Linked DNA regions of Astyanax mexicanus: region 1 is linked to region 2. Evidence: chromatin contacts called from public Hi-C data. All regions are on one chromosome and are shown on one strand. The core of a region is the stretch at or near the end of the contact, and the rest is flanking DNA. Distances in the headings are between cores, read along the strand shown. Region 1 holds the start of si:dkeyp-97a10.3. Region 2 has its middle 26 kb from the start of si:dkeyp-97a10.2.

What was found. Hi-C and Micro-C count contacts between places; a contact is called where the count stands out from the background.
Region 1: a Hi-C map of blood shows a contact between it and region 2, with 7 times the contacts expected there. The contact joins the promoter of si:dkeyp-97a10.3 here to the enhancer-like site in region 2. A contact is called at or near these places in 2 of 3 Hi-C or Micro-C datasets (blood and muscle).

The regions. Positions count from the first base shown.
Region 1 is chr1:120,176,159-120,181,068 of AstMex3_surface, forward strand. si:dkeyp-97a10.3 reads left to right here and starts at 1,553. Exons shown (of 9, transcript XM_022686856.2): 1 at 1,553-1,650.
Region 2 is chr1:120,061,469-120,066,311 of AstMex3_surface, forward strand. No RefSeq gene overlaps it. Among protein-coding and RNA genes, the nearest start is that of si:dkeyp-97a10.2, 26 kb to the right of the region's middle. Within about 2 kb of position 1,388, the one cell type or tissue checked has an H3K27ac peak away from gene starts, as active enhancers do.

The DNA.
Region 1 (4,910 bases), core at 303-2,802, 110 kb after region 2:
TTCTTAACTTTTAATTTTTATTTTAGTTCTTCTTTTAGTTTTTTATTTCCTTTTTATTTGTTTTCTTCTGCTTCTTCTTATTATTATTATTATTATTATTATTATTATTATTATATTTTTTATTATTATTTATTATTTATTATAGTTTTGTATTATTGCTTTTAAACTTATTTAGATTTTCTTTTATTATTATTATTATTATTATTATTATTATTATTATTATTATTATTATTATTATTATTCATTTTTTAAACAGTTTTGTATTCTTGCTTTTAAACTTATTTTGATTTTCTTTTATTATTATTACTATTATTTGTATTATTATTGCTTTTATTTTTTTAGTTTATTGATTTATTTGTATTATGTAAAAGTTAGTTTTAGCTAATTTTAACTAATTTTTGTTGTATTAAGCTTATTTTCTTTTCTATTTAAAACAATGCAGCTTTAAAACACAATACTCGCAATACTCTCTAAAAGTTTATATACACTCAGCTCACTGGAGTCACTAAATCAATTTAAACATTTAATATCTAACCACCTTCAGACAGCCTGTACCTGTTTTACTAAATCTTATTTATTCTTAACTTTCATTTTTTATTTTAGGTCTTCTTTTGATTTTTTATTTCCTTTTTATTTGTTTCCTTATTATTATTATTATTATTATTATTATTATTATTATTATTATTATTATTATTATTATTATTATTATTGCTTTTATTTTTTTAGTTAATTTATTTATTTGTATTTTTATTGTATTATGTAAAAGTAAGTTATTTTCTTTTGATCTGAATTTTTTATCAATTAAACCAAGGTTTATTATAATTATTATTAATTATTATTTTTTTATTTTGTTCTAATTCTATTTTTATTTTTTTAATCTATTTTTATACTTTATTTACTGTTATTTTTAAATAATTAAATTTAGTTATTATTTTCTTTGTCATGTCAATCCTTGTTTCTGTAAATGCTCAGCTACATTGTAAATGAGGGTTGCCCTCAATGTAAATCCGAGCCAAAATAAAGGTTGATTGATTGATTGATTGATTGATTGATTGGTATACAGTGGCGTGAAAAAGTATTTGCCCCTATAGATTTCTTTCGTTTTTGCTTTTTTGTCATACTGAAAGAATGGATCACTGTTGCATTTTTAATTGATGCTTTGCATCAAACATCAAGCTTATCAATGGATTTTAAGGCGTTTACAACCTAATCAATAATGATTAATAATCTAATTTATAAACCCTTTATAAACCCTTTATAAGGGTAGTCTTATTTTAAAGTGGTACCAAATATATGAAGGCCGACCTCAAAGTACTATATATATATAATGTACATGTTTACAGTAAAATTAATGAGATAAAATGTAAATTTTAAGGTTAAAAACAGGAGGCTTAATAGTTTCATATCATTTTTAACAATTCCAGTAAAGATCAGACAGAAACTCACCTGTGCTAGCCTTTAGCCTTTTAGCTAAGCTGTGCTGTGAGGTGTGTCTCTCATAGCAGGACAAACAGGTAAATCAGGAAGAGGTGAGACAGGTAGTGATGATGTCATACTTCTGTTTTCTCCTGTAGGCAGCAGATCGTGTGTTCGGATCTCCGGATGGATATGAATTATATAATATCATGACTGCTAACAGAGGAGTGAACAGTGAGTACTGATTAATACGCATGTTATTATTATTATTATTATTACGTAATAGAGGTTTAAATATGCTTAATATATTTGTCTGGTTTATATTCAGTTCATTAGCTTCTTATTTGAATTCTTCATTCCACCTTAAATATTTCAGCCGTAACTGTGGCTTTATGTTTTTTAAGGTGGAACAGAGAGTTCATATTGATACTTTCAGGAAACGCCCAAAAGAAAAACAAACAATGTTTTAAGAGGATAGTTTATCATATAGTCGAGGAACAGAACCAAACATAAAACTTAATCCTAATTTGAAATGTTAAAAATATTGATTGAAAAGACAGAAAAAGATAATATTTTAACATCAGCCACAAAATGTAGAACATTTCTAGCTTGCTTCATGGAATAAAATGACTGAATAAAATCAATAGAACTCAATAATAAGACTAAAACAACTCAACCGATTCCAGTTTTTATATTTATAAAACTCCCTCAGGGCTGGAGAAGGAACAAACACTAGGAGAAAACAAGCCTCACGTGTGCCTTATGCTATCGTATGTGCTATCAAGGCTAAACGAGCTACGGTGGCCTAGTGGTTAGCACGTTTGCCTCCCAGCACTGGGTCTTGGGTTCAAGTCCCTATCTGTGTGGGTTTCCTCCAAGGACACTGGTTTCCTCTCACAGTCCAAAAACATGGAAATCAAGTAAATTGGATATTTTAAATTAAATACACCCTAAAAATGATATAGATCGGCACTCTGCAGTCCTCGCGGTGGAGGTGGTTTCCGGTTAAGGGTATGCTGTACATGATTGGCTGTGAATTCTCACCGGTGTGTGATGAGTGTGTGTGCAATGTAACTGTAAGTGAAAAAGGAAGGTGCAGTATTGCGAACTGGAGTCGATATCAGTATAACTTATAACCTATTTTTGTTTGCTTAAGTTTTTTATACAGTTTTCTCTATGTCGTTTTTTTATTTGCACATTTTTTGTCATGTTTTCTACATTTAGAAACACATAAATTAGGCATTCCAATGACTAATGTAGCAATTTTCAAAGAAATATCAGTCTATTTATGTTACAAAAGTGAGGGGATGGACGTAAGTGCAGAATAATTATATTTATTTAAATTAACAAACTAAAACAAATTAACAAACAAACAAACAAACAAAATAAACCAAAGTTACACTGAATACAAAACTACAAAACACTAAACTTGAAAACAGGAATCTAAGAGACAGCATGAAACAAACCTGAACACAGACAGCAAACAAACTAACAAAAGACTAGACAAAGAAGGCTTGAAACAAAGGGGCTTATATACACAAGGAGGGAACAGGAAACTGGAAACACCTGAGGATCAATCAAGAGGGGGGGGGGTTACAAATAACTAATGAGAGGGTGGGGCTAGGGCGGAGACAGGACCAAAACACAACAATAGCACATGGCTGGGAAACACATGACAGGTAAACAGAGGGGCAGGAGCACAAGAGACCAAATGAGGGAGAAACATGACAGACATGGGCTAAACTGTGACAATTTAATATTGTCTAAGAATTCCCTGTCGATGCTGTCGTCTTGGGATAGCTCCACCCCTTTGACATCAGTGACAATCAAGGCAAGGCAAGGCAAGGCAAGTTTATTTATATAGCACCTTTCATACACAGCGGTCATTCAAAGTGCTTTACAAATTAGAAAATACACAGAGAAGTCATATAAAAATAATAATAAAAAAATAATAATAAAAAAAAACATGTAAAAGAATAACAGTAAAAATGGAAAATAAAAACTAAAATAAGAGTAAAGCATGATTGATTCAAACATGATTAAAACAAAGATAAGTCAAATTAAAAATATGTAAAAGAACAACAAGGAATTTGAAATAAAAATAAAATAAGAATAAAGCATGAATAAAACATACATGATTAAAACAAAGAGAAGTAAAATTAAAAACATGTAAAAGAACAACAAGGAATTGGAAATAAAATTAAAATAAGAATAAAACATAATATAAAAGTGCCGTTACAGAATAAAAGTGGGCGGAGCTGCAGTGTTTTAAGCTGAGCTGAAAGCCTGATCAAACATGTAGGTTTTCAGTCTGGATTTAAACATGTTTAGTGTTGGAGCTCTTCTAATGCTCTCTGTTAACTGGTTCCATTTAAGAGCAGCGTAGTAGCTAAATGCTGCCTCTCCGTGTTTAGTTTTTACTTTAGGCAGCTCTAACTGAGCAGTTCCTGATGATCTGAGAGTTCTGCTCGGCTCATACTGCTGGAGCACATCAGATAAATATGCTGGTCCTGCACCATTAACACATTTATACACCAGTAACAGTACCTTAAAGTCTATTCTGTAACATACTGGTATCCAGTGTAGGTATTTAAGGATGGGGTGGGTGATGTGCTCCCTTCTTTTACTCCTAGTCAAAACTCTGGCTGCTGAATTCTGAATCAGCTGAAGCTGTTTGATGGTCTTTTTTGGGAGTCCAGTTAGGAGTCCATTACAGTAATCAATCCTACTAGAAATAAAGGCGTGGATGAGTTTCTCCAGATCTGCTTTAGACAGAAAATCTCTGATCTTATTGATGTTCTTGAGGTGATAAAATGCTGATTTGGTGACGGCTTTGACGTGACTGTTAAAAGTGAGATCAGAGTCCATTTGTACACCAAGATTACGCACTAGTTCTTTAGATTTCAGACTTTTTGAATCCAGATAGGCAGCTAGTCTGTGCCTCTCATTACTATTCCCAAATAAAATAATCTCTGTTTTATCTTTGTTTAACTGCAGAAAGTTCTGTCAAAACCTTTTTAAATTTCCTTCGGGATCAATAAAGTATCTATCTATCTATCATCTATCTATCTATCTTTTTATTGTTTTATTATTAAGGGATTAAAGGGACTGAAGAACTAATAAAATGAGAACAAATCGACTCAAAAACAGCAAGACATAGGACTCTATAAATGCAATATATTTAATAGTTAAATAGGGCAGTGTGCAATCTGTCCCTATTTTGCACAAAAAATATATATAAATAATTTAAAAATATATAAAATTTCCTACAACCTGGGACTGTGCAATATTTGTTACATTTTAACATCTGAAAAATTTTTATATAAGTCCAATATTTAATTGTTGAATAGGGCAGTGGGTAATCTGTCACTATTTTGCATCTTGTTTGTTTTTGCTAATTCTATCTTTAGATTCTTGGTCATTTATTTTAGTTAAAACATAGTTTTTTTCTAATTGTATTGTTTGTGACACCGGAGAGGATTGTACATTAATTT
Region 2 (4,843 bases), core at 138-2,637:
AATCGAATGTGTTTTGTGTGCTGGTGCACTGTAAACCCAGAAGTTTTTTGAACTCAAAAAAAAAAAAAAAAAGTCTGTTTTACATTTTAAAAAATGATATTTCTAAACAATACCCAGCTAATTTGAGTTAGTTGAACATTTGTGGGCACATATACTGTACTATTGAAACTGAGACCTTTGAGTTGAACCAACTTATAATAACTGAGTTTAGTCTGTTGTCATTGGCAGCTTTCTTTTCCATTGGCTTCTGTCACAATCTATTTGCATACCCAGTTTCTGACACTCACCATCAGTGTGTAGTGATTCACCCCGGGATACCTTATGTAAACTTGCAGAACATATATTTACTATCTTTTCTATGAGTATTTAAAAAAAATGTTGAATGATATAAAAAAAAAAGAAGTTTAAATATAAATCTACAATTTTATTCACTTGACCTTCAAAGTAGAATTAATATGCAAAGCAATTAATATAAATAATTAAAAAATAATATACTATCATATATTTTGTGTTCTGATTAAAATGGCAGAAATTATGCATTAATTATGTAATTCTTACTAAAAACAATGTAGTAAACAGTACTTGAGTAAATAAAATATTTAATAATTAATTAATTAATTTTAAATATATATGTATATGTATTTGTTAAGTTCACTGTACTTTTTTGACTAAGAGTTAAGTCAACTTATTGGGTTTTACACTGTGTGAATAAAATATGGGTCTTAGATTAGATTTTTGCAATGATTAAATCCAGTTAATCTTCTGTTTAAAATAACAGCATATTAAACGCACTGCTGCTGATGTAGTCTAACATGTTTTACTAACATTACACTCTAAAGACAGCAAATCTCAGACTGAGGCGTTCGCTGCACATGCGGTTACGGAGTTAAATTAGGTTCAATGAGTTCACATGAAATTCAGCCAAAGTATCTGGAAATTTGCCAAAGAAAATAAAGTGAGGAGCGAGCTGCCAGTGGATCACATGGTTCTGTTTAAGAATTAGATATTACAACAATATTTCACGTTTAGATGCATTCAAAATTCTGCCTTATCTTTTAAATGGGATTTGTTATTTATTTGTCTTGTATCCCCTGATTTATAAAAAAAAAATATTTATGTAGTGTGACAGCACCCCTGGGGATAGGGGCGTGGCCACCATGACCCAATAGTCCTAAAACACAGAGAGACATAGACACAGGGAGTGAATGAACACAACACACAGCTTTCTTTGGCAAAACAGCCTCCACCAACACCCAAAACAAACTTAAATCATATCAGACAGCCCAGTGGGCCTCTAGTCACTTAATACTTAAAGTTCTTGAGTCTTGAGTTTTTGCCTCAGCCTTTTTCTCAACCTCAGCATCTCTCTAGAGTGAAGGCTGAGGCAGGGTCTTTATGCGGGTCCCAGTTGGCTGCCTAATCAGTCCAATGCATGCCAGCTGGGACAGACCCACGGTTCCCCCACCTCTGCAGGTAACAGTAGGTTTACCATTTTTATAGCTTTCTTTATCCCACAAAATTAAAAAAATACTAAAACGTATTTAATAGTGAAGTGTATTAAAGTGTCTGTAGGAATATGTAAATGACCTTTGTTCTTTAAAAACCAAGCTCTACTGGTTGATTGGGTGGGGCTAAAGTACTGTACTGTTGTAGGCTGATTGGGTGGAGCTACACATTTGTAGAACGGATGGGTGGAGCTAAACTTCTCTAGGATGAATAGGTGGTGCTAAAGCACTGGAAACTGGAGAACACTGCTACAGGAAGAGTCACGTCTAGCTGACCCACATGGCAACAGCTTTAGCCTTTAGCTCTTTAGCTTAACATCAGACTCTGGCTGCATCCAAAAACTTTTGCTACTCCTCTTTTCCTACTTCTCCTCTCCTACCCCGGAAGAAGGTGGAGGAATCGAGGAGAGGAGAGGAGGAGGAGGAATGGAGGGAAGGAGCTGTAATTGGGGAAATGGGACAGCTGATCCCTTTTAGATAGGATGTTGACTACCGATGATCTGAGCCAATCACAACGCTCACTTTCAGCACATGCCGGATACTGCGCAGCCAATCACAGCTTCTGGATAGAGCTCTGCATACAGAAATAAAAACGGGAAATCAAAAAACACAATTCCACATTCTAGAGATCATAACTTTAACAAGCATATTAAGCTTTTCAGTGCAGCCTGATTAGCCATTGATGAAGGCTGCTGTCACGTCTGGTGCTGTTAGCTCCTCTGTCCCTTCCACACCAAGCTCTAACGGAGGTTCTCAGGTTAACAACTACACTACCCAGAATGCACCACCCGCTGACATCACGCACACACCTGATCACGTGACACCTCACCTGCTTCCTCCAGGAAGTCCCGAATACTGATTACTGGCACTATAAAGGTGCACGCCAAACAGACTACCACGCCGCGTATTGTAGGTTATCCTCGTACAAAGCGTTACCGTACTTATCTCTTGTCTCAGTTTACTTTGTGTATGACCTTGCTTTTTGTTTCTCGACGCCGATTCTTGCCTCTGCCTTTGATATTGGATTGTTTTGTGTATGACCTGGACTGTGCTTTCACCACCGCCTCTTGGATTATCTCTGATACTGGATTGCTTGTGTATGAACTCTGGACTGTCTCTCGTTTATGGTATGGTTTTGTCTTCATTGCTCTGTCTACTGGTGATCACCCTTGTTTCTGTATCGACCCTGATTACATCTGTTTATTCCTATAATAAACATCTATTGTTTTTATCAGTATCAGTATCTGCGCTTGTCTGCTATTCTGTTCTGACCATGACAGAATACGCGGCCAAACTAAATCAGATAGCGGATACTGAGGCTATTAAATCTGGTCTAGCCAACCAAGGGAGGCTACTCGGTCAGCACCAGCAAACGCTCGCTGGTGTGACCCAAGCTGTTTCTGAGCTAGCCCGCCAGCAAACCACGCAGCAGCAACAACTAGCTGAGCTGCTAGCTCACCTCAGAGGCGTAACTGAGCCTAGCCCTAGCCCATTAGCTGCCCCCAGTATGCCCAACGCTAACTCTTCTGTGCCTGGATTTTCTGTCTCTAAACCGGAGTTGTTTGATGGGGATCCGGAAAAATGCAGCGGTTACAACCGATAAAGCTAAGATCGGTTTCATTATCTCCCGGCTTTCTGGTAAGGCACTCGAGTGGGCTACAGCTATTTGGGAAGACCTTTCTGGGGCTAGTTATACTGACTTTTTGGCTACTTTCCGCTCTGTTTTTGATCATTCGCGGTATGGACAGTCTAATGGAGAACTTTTGCTGGCTCTTAAGCAAGGTCAGAAGCCGGTGGCTTCCTACGCTTTGGAGTTTCGCACTCTCGCAGCTGGTAGTGGGTGGAATAACGCTGCCTTGATCAACGTGTTTAGATGCGGACTTAATCCAGATGTACAGAGGGAATTAGCCTGCAGAGATGATTCTCTGACCCTGGATCAGCTCATTTCACTGTCGATCCGGTTGGATCAACTCCTCTCGCGCCGACCCAAGACCAGTCCTCGCACTCAAAACACTCCTGTGTCTCTGCCCCGCGCTCTGCCTCGCGCTCCCACACCAGAGAAAGCTGCGCCGCCTGCCCCAGAGCCCATGGACATCCAGAAAACCCGGCTAACTCCAGAGGAGTGACAGCGTCGAATCCGGCTTCGCCTATGCCTTTATTGTGGGGAGGCCGGGCATTTCAAGGCTGAGTGTGGTCTCCTGACCCGACCCGTGAATGCTCCAGCCCTGGGACAGCGCGTGGAGAGCACTAACGTGGTACGTAAGTAAGACACAATCCTTCGTTCTAAATGTTTTTCGCTACCTGTGAATATTGTTTTGCCTGATGGTTTGCTCTCTGTCTCAGCGCTTGTAGATTCCGGGTCGGAAGGGAACTTCATCAGTCTGGACCTGGTTAAGGAGCATAAAGTGCCCACCCGTGAACTTCTACGCCCCCTGTCCATCCATGCTGTTGACGGGAAGACGGTTCGCTCCAAACCGGTCACGCTACAGACATTCCCCATCACCCTGCAAGCCAGCGCTCTTCATTTCGAGGAACTGCCACTTTTCGTGCTTCCCTGCACGGAACATCCAGTTATCCTGGGGATGCCATGGCTGAAAACTCACGATCCCACTGTCTCCTGGCGCGATGGGGATATCACGGTTTGGTCTGCTCACTGTCATGAACACTGTTTAGCTTTAGATAGTTTAGTTATTCATTCTACTTCGGTTGAAAGTCCTGAGGTTTCTGATCCCATTGATATACCCGCTGAATACTCTGATTTTTTAGAGGTGTTTAGCAAAGAGAATGCTACTAAATTGCCTCCGCATCGTTCTTATGACTGTGCCATTGACTTAGTGGAGGGTGCCACCCTACCCAAAGCTGGAGTCTACCCCCTTACGTTAGATGAGGAGAAAGCTATGAATGATTACGTTACCGAAGCATTGGCTCAAGGTTTCATTCGGCCGTCAAAGTCCCCTGTCGGTTCTGGATTCTTTTTTGTGAAGAAAAAGGACGGGGGACTGAGACCTTGTATAGATTATAGAGGGTTAAATGCTATAACAAAGAAATTTGCCTACCCATTGCCTCTCATCCCTAGTGCACTCGAACAATTATGCACAGCCTCTTACTTCACCAAACTCGATCTCCGCAGTGCATATAATCTGATCCGCATTAGGGAGGGGGACGAGTGGAAAACAGCGTTTACCACTACTAATGGCCACTATGAGTACCAGGTTATGAGCTATGGTCTCGCTAACGCCCCCGCCGTTTTTCAGTCATTTATGAATGACGTATTCAGGGACATGATTGGGAAATACGTAACTCTTTTCATAGACGACATTTTGATCTATTCCCCCGAT